Regions from separate parts of the Mus musculus genome. Here region 1 is linked to region 2. A link is a contact called in public promoter capture Hi-C data. All regions are on one chromosome and are shown on one strand. The core of a region is the stretch at or near the end of the contact, and the rest is flanking DNA. Distances in the headings are between cores, read along the strand shown.

The links. Promoter capture Hi-C pulls out the DNA fragments that hold promoters and counts their contacts.
Region 1: a promoter capture Hi-C map of the HPC-7 cell line shows a contact between it and region 2. The contact joins the promoter of Slc35a5 here to the promoter of Cd200r4 in region 2. A contact is called at or near these places in 5 of 39 promoter capture datasets (the HPC-7 cell line, cranial neural crest, hippocampal neurons and 2 more), 1 of 484 Hi-C or Micro-C datasets (bone marrow-derived macrophages), 4 of 115 datasets of contacts at active chromatin or transcription factors (bone marrow-derived macrophages, effector CD8 T cells, embryonic stem cells and 1 more) and 2 of 9 other capture datasets (adipose tissue and macrophages).

The regions. Positions count from the first base shown.
Region 1 is chr16:45,156,489-45,160,962 of GRCm38.p6, reverse strand. It overlaps Slc35a5 (solute carrier family 35, member A5), which reads left to right and starts at 2,290. Exons shown (of 7, transcript NM_028756.4): 1 at 2,290-2,581; 2 at 3,317-3,502. The coding sequence starts at 3,337. Atg3 (autophagy related 3) reads right to left here and starts at 2,134. Exons shown (of 12, transcript NM_026402.3): 1 at 1,792-2,134. The coding sequence starts at 1,863.
Region 2 is chr16:44,818,041-44,822,321 of GRCm38.p6, reverse strand. It overlaps Cd200r4 (CD200 receptor 4), which reads right to left and starts at 1,594. Exons shown (of 6, transcript NM_207244.2): 1 at 1,363-1,594. The coding sequence starts at 1,426.

The sequences.
Region 1 (4,474 bases), core at 1,041-3,540, 340 kb before region 2:
TGCCATCTAAACAAAGCCATCTCTAAACCTTCACTTCCTAACAAAGCATCATTTCTTTCTGGATTATCTCTCTTTTTCTCTTTCCCTTCCCTCATCTATAAGGATTCTCTTTACAGGAGTGACAGGAGTCACAAGGAGGGGCCATTAATTCTCTTTTATACTAAAAACATATGCTACACATTGCCTCCAGGCAGGTCGGCAAAACACTTTAACCTCAGAACTTGGGAGGCAGAGGAAGGTGGATCTCTAAGAATTCAAGGTTAGTCTGAGCTACACAGTGCGGTCCAAACCAACTAAGTCTACACAGTGTGTGTGTGTGTGTGTGTGTGTGTGTGTGTGTGTGTGTGTGTGTGTGTGTGTGTGTGTGTATGTATTTTTGATTCCTCGAGAACTATTCTACAAGTTCAACAAAATGCAAGTGCTATACAAGATAGCCATGTTATATTTAATTGAGAAGTGTTTTGCTCATCTCTCCCTCAGACTAAAAGTTAAATTGATGGTACATTATTAAAACACTGTGAATCTACACAGATACAATATTCTGGAAGTATAACATACAAAAGAAGCATTTGATGTCAATGTAGAAATTATTTTCCAATTCTTAAGTAAAAGAGTAAATCTTAACTAAAATGACTGTCACTGTATACATATAAAAGAAACATTCGCAATTGTTCCAGATTCTTCAAACTTGATCCAAAAATGTATTTTTTTCAAAAGTATTTTATTTTATTTTACTTTATTTTTTGGTATTTTTCGAGACAGGGTTTCTCTGTGTAGCACTGGCTGTCCTGGAACTCACTCTGTAGACCAGGCTGGCCTTGAACTCAGAAATCCGCCTGCCTCTACCTCTCAAGTGCTGGGATTAAAGGTGTGCAACCCCAACGCCTGGCCCAAAAGTATTTTGGTAATAATTATTGGAAAGCATTCCCCCCTTGCCAAGGAAAGATCGAACAGCCTACTCTGCCCATCAGCAGATTTCACCCCTGCACTAAGATTGGTAAAATTCTAACTGAAAGCTAAGTACAGAACAAAAACTACGCAAAATTATCTGTTTCTCTTTTACTGCTTGCTTTTTACAAAGCAAAATCAAGTTACCGTATGTAGCCTAGAAGGTGTAAGAAAGCTCTGAATGAAGCCCTGAAATTTTACTTTTGAAAGCAAGTAATCCAATCTGTGCTAACAGCTAACCTATCACAACTTTCACCTAAAAATGTCAATAGTGTTTCCAATCTATACAATATACAATCGGCTGTGCTGAACTGTTGCTGTAGGATCACTCAAGTCCAAGATTAATAATCACTTACGGCTACCTTAAAGGCTTGAGAAACGTCAAGTTTCGCTCTAGTTCGGCTCAGAGTTACTAACATGTCACAGTTTACTATGTTCCTCTGAAACCTAAGCAAGTTGGGAATTAGATCACCCGAAAAGCAAAACTTCCTATGAAACTTGGAAGGAAACGTGGCATGCTGTTTAGCCACCAAGCTGTCATCTTTTCAAAGGTTAACCCAGTCTACCTATTTAAAAGACTATGGATGTCAGAACGTTCGTACCTCTGCTCCGCACCACCTAGCCGTGCACTCCAAGGCGGCACTGATCAGTGGAGACAGCAGGCACCCAGTTTCACTCTAGTGGAAGCGGGGAAGCCAGCAAGCCTTGGGACTGGCCCAGGAGCCCAAGGCAAGAGGCAGCACCCGGCCGCGCGACTCGCCCCTCCACCTTCTACACCCCGTCCACGCTGGGGACCGGGACTTGGGCAACCAGGGCAGAGCAAGCCAGACCCTCCCCGCTTACCTTGAGGACCGGGGTCAGGTACTCGGCCACTTCCAGAGCCTTTCCCTTCACCGTGTTGATCACATTCTGCATCCTGGGGCTGGAGCAGCGATAGGGCACGGAGGGACTGTCGCAATCCGGGCCACAGGGGAGTCAAAAACTGCCCCGGACGTGCCCGACTGGCATCGAACCTCGCAGCGGCACCGGCCCGGCCGGGGGGGAGGGGCGGCGACACGCGGAGGCCCGGCCCAGCTGTCACCTGGCCGCCACCGCAGAGGGCCCAAGCCGGCTGAGCGAGAGGCGGGTGCGCGCGCAGCCCCCGGCCTTCTCCAAGCTGTCTCTCTTCCCCGGAGCTCCACTGAACACCCCTTCCGGCTTCCCCTTCCTCTTCTCACACTCTCCCAACAGCCCCGCCGCCACCTAAGGCCTCACGTGACTCGACTCTCCCAGGACACGTGACAAAAGGAGGCCCGCGGGGGCGGGACCGGCCGGCCTCTGCTCCCTCCGGCCCGCCCCCCGGAAGCGCTGGAATGAGCGCGCCTGCGCAATGGCCGCTCAGGCTGCTCTTCCCTAGCGGGCGGCTCTTAGCTTTGTATTCCAGCCCTGGAAGGCAGCGTGAGAAGGGTTGATTTTTATTGTTTTTTGTTTGTTTTTGTTTTTGTTTTTTGTTTTTTGTCGCCTTTGCTCCCGGCTCATAGTTTCCCCACCAATGGGCCTTCAAAACCTACTGCTGCTACTACGAACTTAGGCAGTCACTATGTCGGCTCTATGATGTCCGTTCTTGCACTAGAACCTTCCCTGAGCGACTGAGGTAACCGCGCCCTCGCGGGCTGAGTGTTGTGGCTCGAGCGTGTTAAGGGGCTTGGGAGCCGCCCGCGATTCCTATTGCGCATGTGTGGGAGGGTTTCCCTGACAGTGAGGGAAACCTGGTGGAGGTGGGAGGAGTGCTGACCCATTGGCCTTCTGTCCATTGGCTTGTGCCCACCTGCTCTCTGATTTGGGCCTGTGTCTGCGGCCCTTGACGGCTCTATGTTCCCATCCTACCTGTGCGCGTTGGGCAAGTATTTACCCTGCCTGGAGTTTCGTGACCATCTGTCGTGAAAGACCGACCAGTTAGGCTCACTGACCCAAGATGAGCCTTCTGGTCCCATCCTGGTTCACTTAAGAGTCATTAGCTGTGATTCAACTATTTGCACTGAGGTCGCTTCTGTAAAAGAATCGTTCCCAGTGAGCTCTTTTTCTGCTCTGAAAGGAAAGGCCATTCCAAAATTCATTCCTTGTGGACCAAAGTTAATACGAATAAACTGCTTTTCTGCAGTCCCAAACTGTCAGTTACACATTTCCTAACTTATTTCCAATCTGGCCATCCCCTCTCTGTCTTGAGACTTGCCTCTCCTATCAGATGTTGGCAGTATGGTTTGTTTCCTTTAAGTCCTCTCTGTTGTCCTCGGCTGTCTTCCGTCTGCTGTAGTTGTGGCCAGACTTCTACAGGTTTCCTTTTCTATTCTTCACAGTCTTCAGTCTTTGCATTGTGTTTAATCCTTAGGTCTGCCGACGGGGCTGCTCATGAAAGTGATCTTCTTAAGGCAATTAAAAACCCGTGGAATGGAAAGAAAATGCTCCAGGCGCCCTGGGTTAGGCCCACCAACGCTGTACACATTCCTGCTAGGCATTATATTCATTACTCTAAGTTCAAGTCGAATCTTACTGGTAAAATACTCTGCCAATGAAGGTGAGTTAAAATGGAAATGTGTATGGGGTGCTTTTAATCATTTGCCTGGTGTTCTTATGAATAAATTATACGTGATGCCTTTTAAAGTACTATGCTTTGTGTCCATGATAAAGTGTATTGAAAATTTAAACTTTAACCTTGTGTGTTCCTTGGCAACATTTTTTTAACCCTGGATGAAATTTGGATCATTTAAGTGCAAGGTAAAGCACAGTGTATCTAACATCTGATTATACCCAGATGCCCAACAAGTGTTTCTGGATTTCTAGTAAAACATACAACTATAGCTTATTTGGAAATACAATATATTTGTTTAGTTATCTAGTTGGGCTCCTACTTGTGAATGTAAGTCTCGACTTCAGTTAATATCATGCCCTAGGCTCTGTTTTAATAGCATATTAGTTTCTTTCCTCATTGCTCTGACAAAATACTTGCCCAAAGCAGGTTAAGGAAAGGGTTTCTTTGTGCTCACTATCTGAGCGTAGGGTTCACCAAGCAAAGAGGTCATGGTAGCGGAAGCTCTCGTAGCAGTTATTCACATGGCACCCACAGGCATCAAGCAAGAAGAGAGAGTATGCTTGGGGCAGAAGAGATACCCCAGAAGCAAAGAACACTGGCTGGTTTTCTCGAGTCTGTAGGTTCAGTTCCCAGCATCCACATGGCAACTCAAAACTGACGATAGCTATAATCCCAGAAAGTTGAAATGTACTCCCCAGATCTGCTAAATACACTTCATCCACTGTAGTCTTCTGCCACCTAACTAGAATTCTACCATCCATTGACATATTACAGGAAAAATATTTTCAATTTTTTTTAAAAAGTCACACCCAGCTCATTTTCACTTTCTTATTTAGTCTAAGATATTAGCCCAGGAAATGCTGTTCCCCAAAGGTAAGGTGGTTCTTCCTACCTCAAGCTAATTTACATAGTCCCTTACAGGCATGCTCAGAGGCTAATCTAATTGAGATAATTCCT
Region 2 (4,281 bases), core at 345-2,844:
CAGTATAAACAGAATATAGTAATAATGGTATTAATTATAATGACCAAACAGACATTTATAAAATCAGTTCCAATGTACATAATAGATAGGTATTTTTTTCAAGTGTCCTAGGTACATTTATCAAAGTTCATTATGTACTGGATCACAAAACAAATATCTACATTTAAGAAGGTTAGGGGGCCATTAAGATGGCTCAGCAGGAAATACAGCCAAGGCACATGTAGAAAAGTCTGAGAACCTGATTTTGAACCCTGTGGGCCACATAGAAAAAGATAACAACTCCTATAATTGCCTTCTGACCCACGCACAAATGCTGTGTCAGGGGTGCATTCACATAGACACACTCACACACACACTCACACACACACATACAAATACACATGCAGAAATACATACACACAGTAAATACATATATAGTTTCTAAAACAAAACAGAAAGTGGAGGTTAAATTACTTTCATGCAAAGGTCTTTCAGGCTTTTCTTAATTGTTGAAAATGGGTTGTTAATGATAAACTTGAACTCAGACAAACTAAATTTATACATCTTGAAGAAGAACATAGCTGGTATTTTTGTACTTGAAGAAATGTCAGTTTGCTTTTACATTGATCAGTCTGCTTAGGAACTATGGTTCTGGTGAGACAGAGCTAAGGCAGAGAGCTCTAGCACTTTAGCCGTTCTTATAAGGGTTATTTCAGATTCTGCTTCCCCCTCCTCCCACAAGCATTACTTCTAATGCTTTAAGAAAGACTCCATACTCTCTGGCCTCTGGCAGCAATGCACAAACTGGCCTACATGCAGACCATGGTATCCCCCTTTCCCTTTCAGCACAGGACTGCTCCCTCCCAGCTAAGCTCAGTGCCTCCACTTTACCATAGATCAGATGATATTCTCTCTCTCCCTCTCTCTCTCTCTCTCTCTCTCTCTCTCTCTCCCTCTCTCCCTCCCCCTCCCTCCCTCTTTCTCTCTCTCTCTCCCTCTCTCCCTCTCTCTCCCTCTCTCTCTCTCTCTCTCTCTCTCTCTCTCTCTCTCTCTCTCTCTCTCTCTCTCTCTCTCTCTAATTCAAGTCAACTGTAAAGATGAAGCAAGCCAGAAATCTAGTACAGGATTTTTCAGGCAGTCTCTAATCTTCAAATTCATGATAATAACTAATAGTCTCCTCAGTGGAATATTTGTAGAAAACTTGTTAACAATCAACTTAAAAGTAAATGGTAGAGTGTTAAATTGGTCCTACTAGCCTGAAACAAAGGTGAATGCCTATAATTCAAGGAATCAGGAGAGGCTGAGACAGGAGGATTATCATAGTCCAAAGTTAACCAAAGTTAACAATTTCATTTCCTAAAGTTCTCAGAATGTCAGACTTACCAGACACAAAAATATTGATGAAGATCAGCAAAGTCAAAGTCGGAATCCTCCCCAGAGCATGCATCTGGAGTGGAACCTAGTGAAACACAATTCGTAGCCCCCTGGGTGGACTCAGTGATTCCAGCTTGGTCAACTTTGTTTATGCTCAGTTCACCGATTTAGGAGTGACTTTCTTCCTCATTTCTCTATCTTTATCTTCATCTCCAGTCTGCCTCCAGTTGGATGACTAAGCCTTCACAGGAAAAAAAGACAGTGATGTTTGCTGAATGATAAAGAAAGAAGCCAAAGCATAACTCCTTCATTCTCTCACAGTATTAAAAGATTAAGACACAGTTTATGGCAATTCCATTTTAAGGCAGTAATTTTTAAAGGGTAAATCGTATACTGGAAAATGAGCAAACCTTATGTATACAGCTGATGAATCTGTACAAATGAACTTGGACAAGCATTTCCCAAATTTCCAAACCAGGGTCCTGCCATTTTGTTTCTCAAAGCTCTCGCCATGCCTTTCCTTGGTATTGCTTCTCAAGAAGCAAACATGGCTCTGACATCTATCAACATTTGCTCATTTTGTTGTTTAGTGAGCTGCACATAAATGAAATGCTTTACGGAGTTCATCGCTGTATGCTACTTTGGACTTACAAAAGAATATATGGTAACTTATCAGTTTCTCTGTTAATTTCAATCGCTCTATTTGTTGTCAAACATCAACAGAGACTGGTAGCTGACATCTGTTCATCACTGTTGTCACTATCATTATGATGACTATATGGGATATTTTGAGAACTGTTACATGTGCAATAGAGAATTGAATTCTGCTTTTTAGGGAGGAATTATGTTTCTGTCTGTTGGTGCTAATCGTTTTATAGTGTTCTATAAGCTTCTATTTGCCTGGTGATGGTTTATCCAGTAGTTTTAGCCATTACTAAAAAGTAAAGATTCAAAACATCCACCTAATATTACTTCCTTTTAATACTACCCACTGTCACTTCATGCATTGGAGTTCTGTTCTGTTGTTGTTGTTGTTATTGCTGTTTGTGTGTATATGTACATATAATATATATGTGTGTATATATATATATATATATATATATATATATATATATATATATTTACAAGATCACAACATATAGGTGAGATATTCACCTTTTATCAGTATGAAACATCCTTTTTTGTCTCCTCATAATTTTTATTTTTTGCCTAAACATTACTCTGTCTGATAGAGGCCATAGTTAATTAGTTCTTTGGGGAAGGTTACTATTTACATAAATATATATTTCCATTCTTTCATTTGCAACCAAGTTGTATTTTGATCTAAAGTTACTCATTTATACACAAAACATAATTGGAACACATTTAGTGCCCCCCCCCATTCTATTGACCTCTGACTTTAGCTACAAAGTTTAATCAACAGCATGATTTAAGACAGGAAAAACGAATTGTTGCTGCTTTTTCATGTGTTCCTTCTGTCTTATATATCAGTTGCATACATCTCAACTTCTTTTAATTACTTTCTATTTCATTTTTTCTAATGTTATTTTCTCTCTCATTTCTCTTTTGGGGTTTTGGGTATGCTGAAGATTGTAAATTAAATTAAATTAATAGGGCTAGAGAGATGGCTCTGCTGTTAAGAACACTAGCTACTATTGTAGAGGGCTCAGTTTCAGTTTACAGAACCCACACAGCAGATCACAATCACCTGTAACTCCAGTCACAGGGAATCTGACACTCTCTTGGCCTCTGTGGGCACCAGTAAGTATATGATATATACATAATGTATATGCAGGCAACATACATATGTATGTTTTAATTAGAAGATACATCTTAATAGTATGTATTTATAACAGCTAGTTTTTTCAATAGTCACAAAAGCCTCAGCTCCAGCATAAGTTTATCTTTTCTGTTCATGTTCTTATTGTCACTAATAACTTCTTACATATGCACCGAATTAACATAGACTTGCTGATGTTTCTTTGCATAATTATCTTTTATTGGTACTTGAATATGCATTCTGTCTTCACCAGTATTGCTGTTTTTTCATTTATGTATGAGTAACGGTCAGTGGGGAGTGTTTATCTGGAAATGTCTTGATTTCTTCTTCATTTGTAAGAGTATGTTTTCTAGGTGTGGAACTGCTGGTTTATGGTTTGTTCCTTGCAGCTCTCATCATCTTGCTGCCTTTCTGCCTTCATGGCTCATGTTTATTATATAAAAGAACATTGTATGTAATGGGCTTCCCTCTGCAATACCTTCTAAGAGTCCCTCTGTCTTTGGGCAGTTTGGTTATCATGTAACATGGTGTTGATTTATTTGTGCTTATAATATTTGGAGTTCTTGAATTTGCTCAAGTGTGAAAAGTCATGTCTTTCTCAAGCTTGAATTTTGTTTTCTTTTCTTCAAATGTCTTTCTGCATTTTCTCTCTGTCCATTCCTTTTGGCTGAACACTGTACATCTGGATTCTCCAGACACTTCCCACAGCAACCAGATTCTTTCATCTTTCTTCAGCTCAAGCCTGTCCCTCGCCATGCTCTCTGCTTCCTTAGCCCATTCAGATCTGCTATGCAGCATCTCTAGCGAGCCTTTTAGCTTAGTTACTGCACTCTGCAGCTCCAGAGTTTCCATTAGGTTCTGCTCTCACACCTGATTTCTTCTTTGGTGGAAATTGCATCCTTCTGCTTTTGTTTATCTGCTTGGGGTTTCCTTCTTCTATTTGAACATACTCTAAATTAATCTCTTCAATGATTAGGTAAGATATCTGTGTTTCTGTAGAGACATTTTATACTTCTTCCTTTCCTGTGTATAGGCTATGATTTCCTGTTTCTTTGTCTTCCTCATTTTTTAATTGTTAAAAATAAATATTTGCACATTATATCATAATGTATCTGACTAGAGTTTAAATTCCTCCTCCTCCTCCTCAT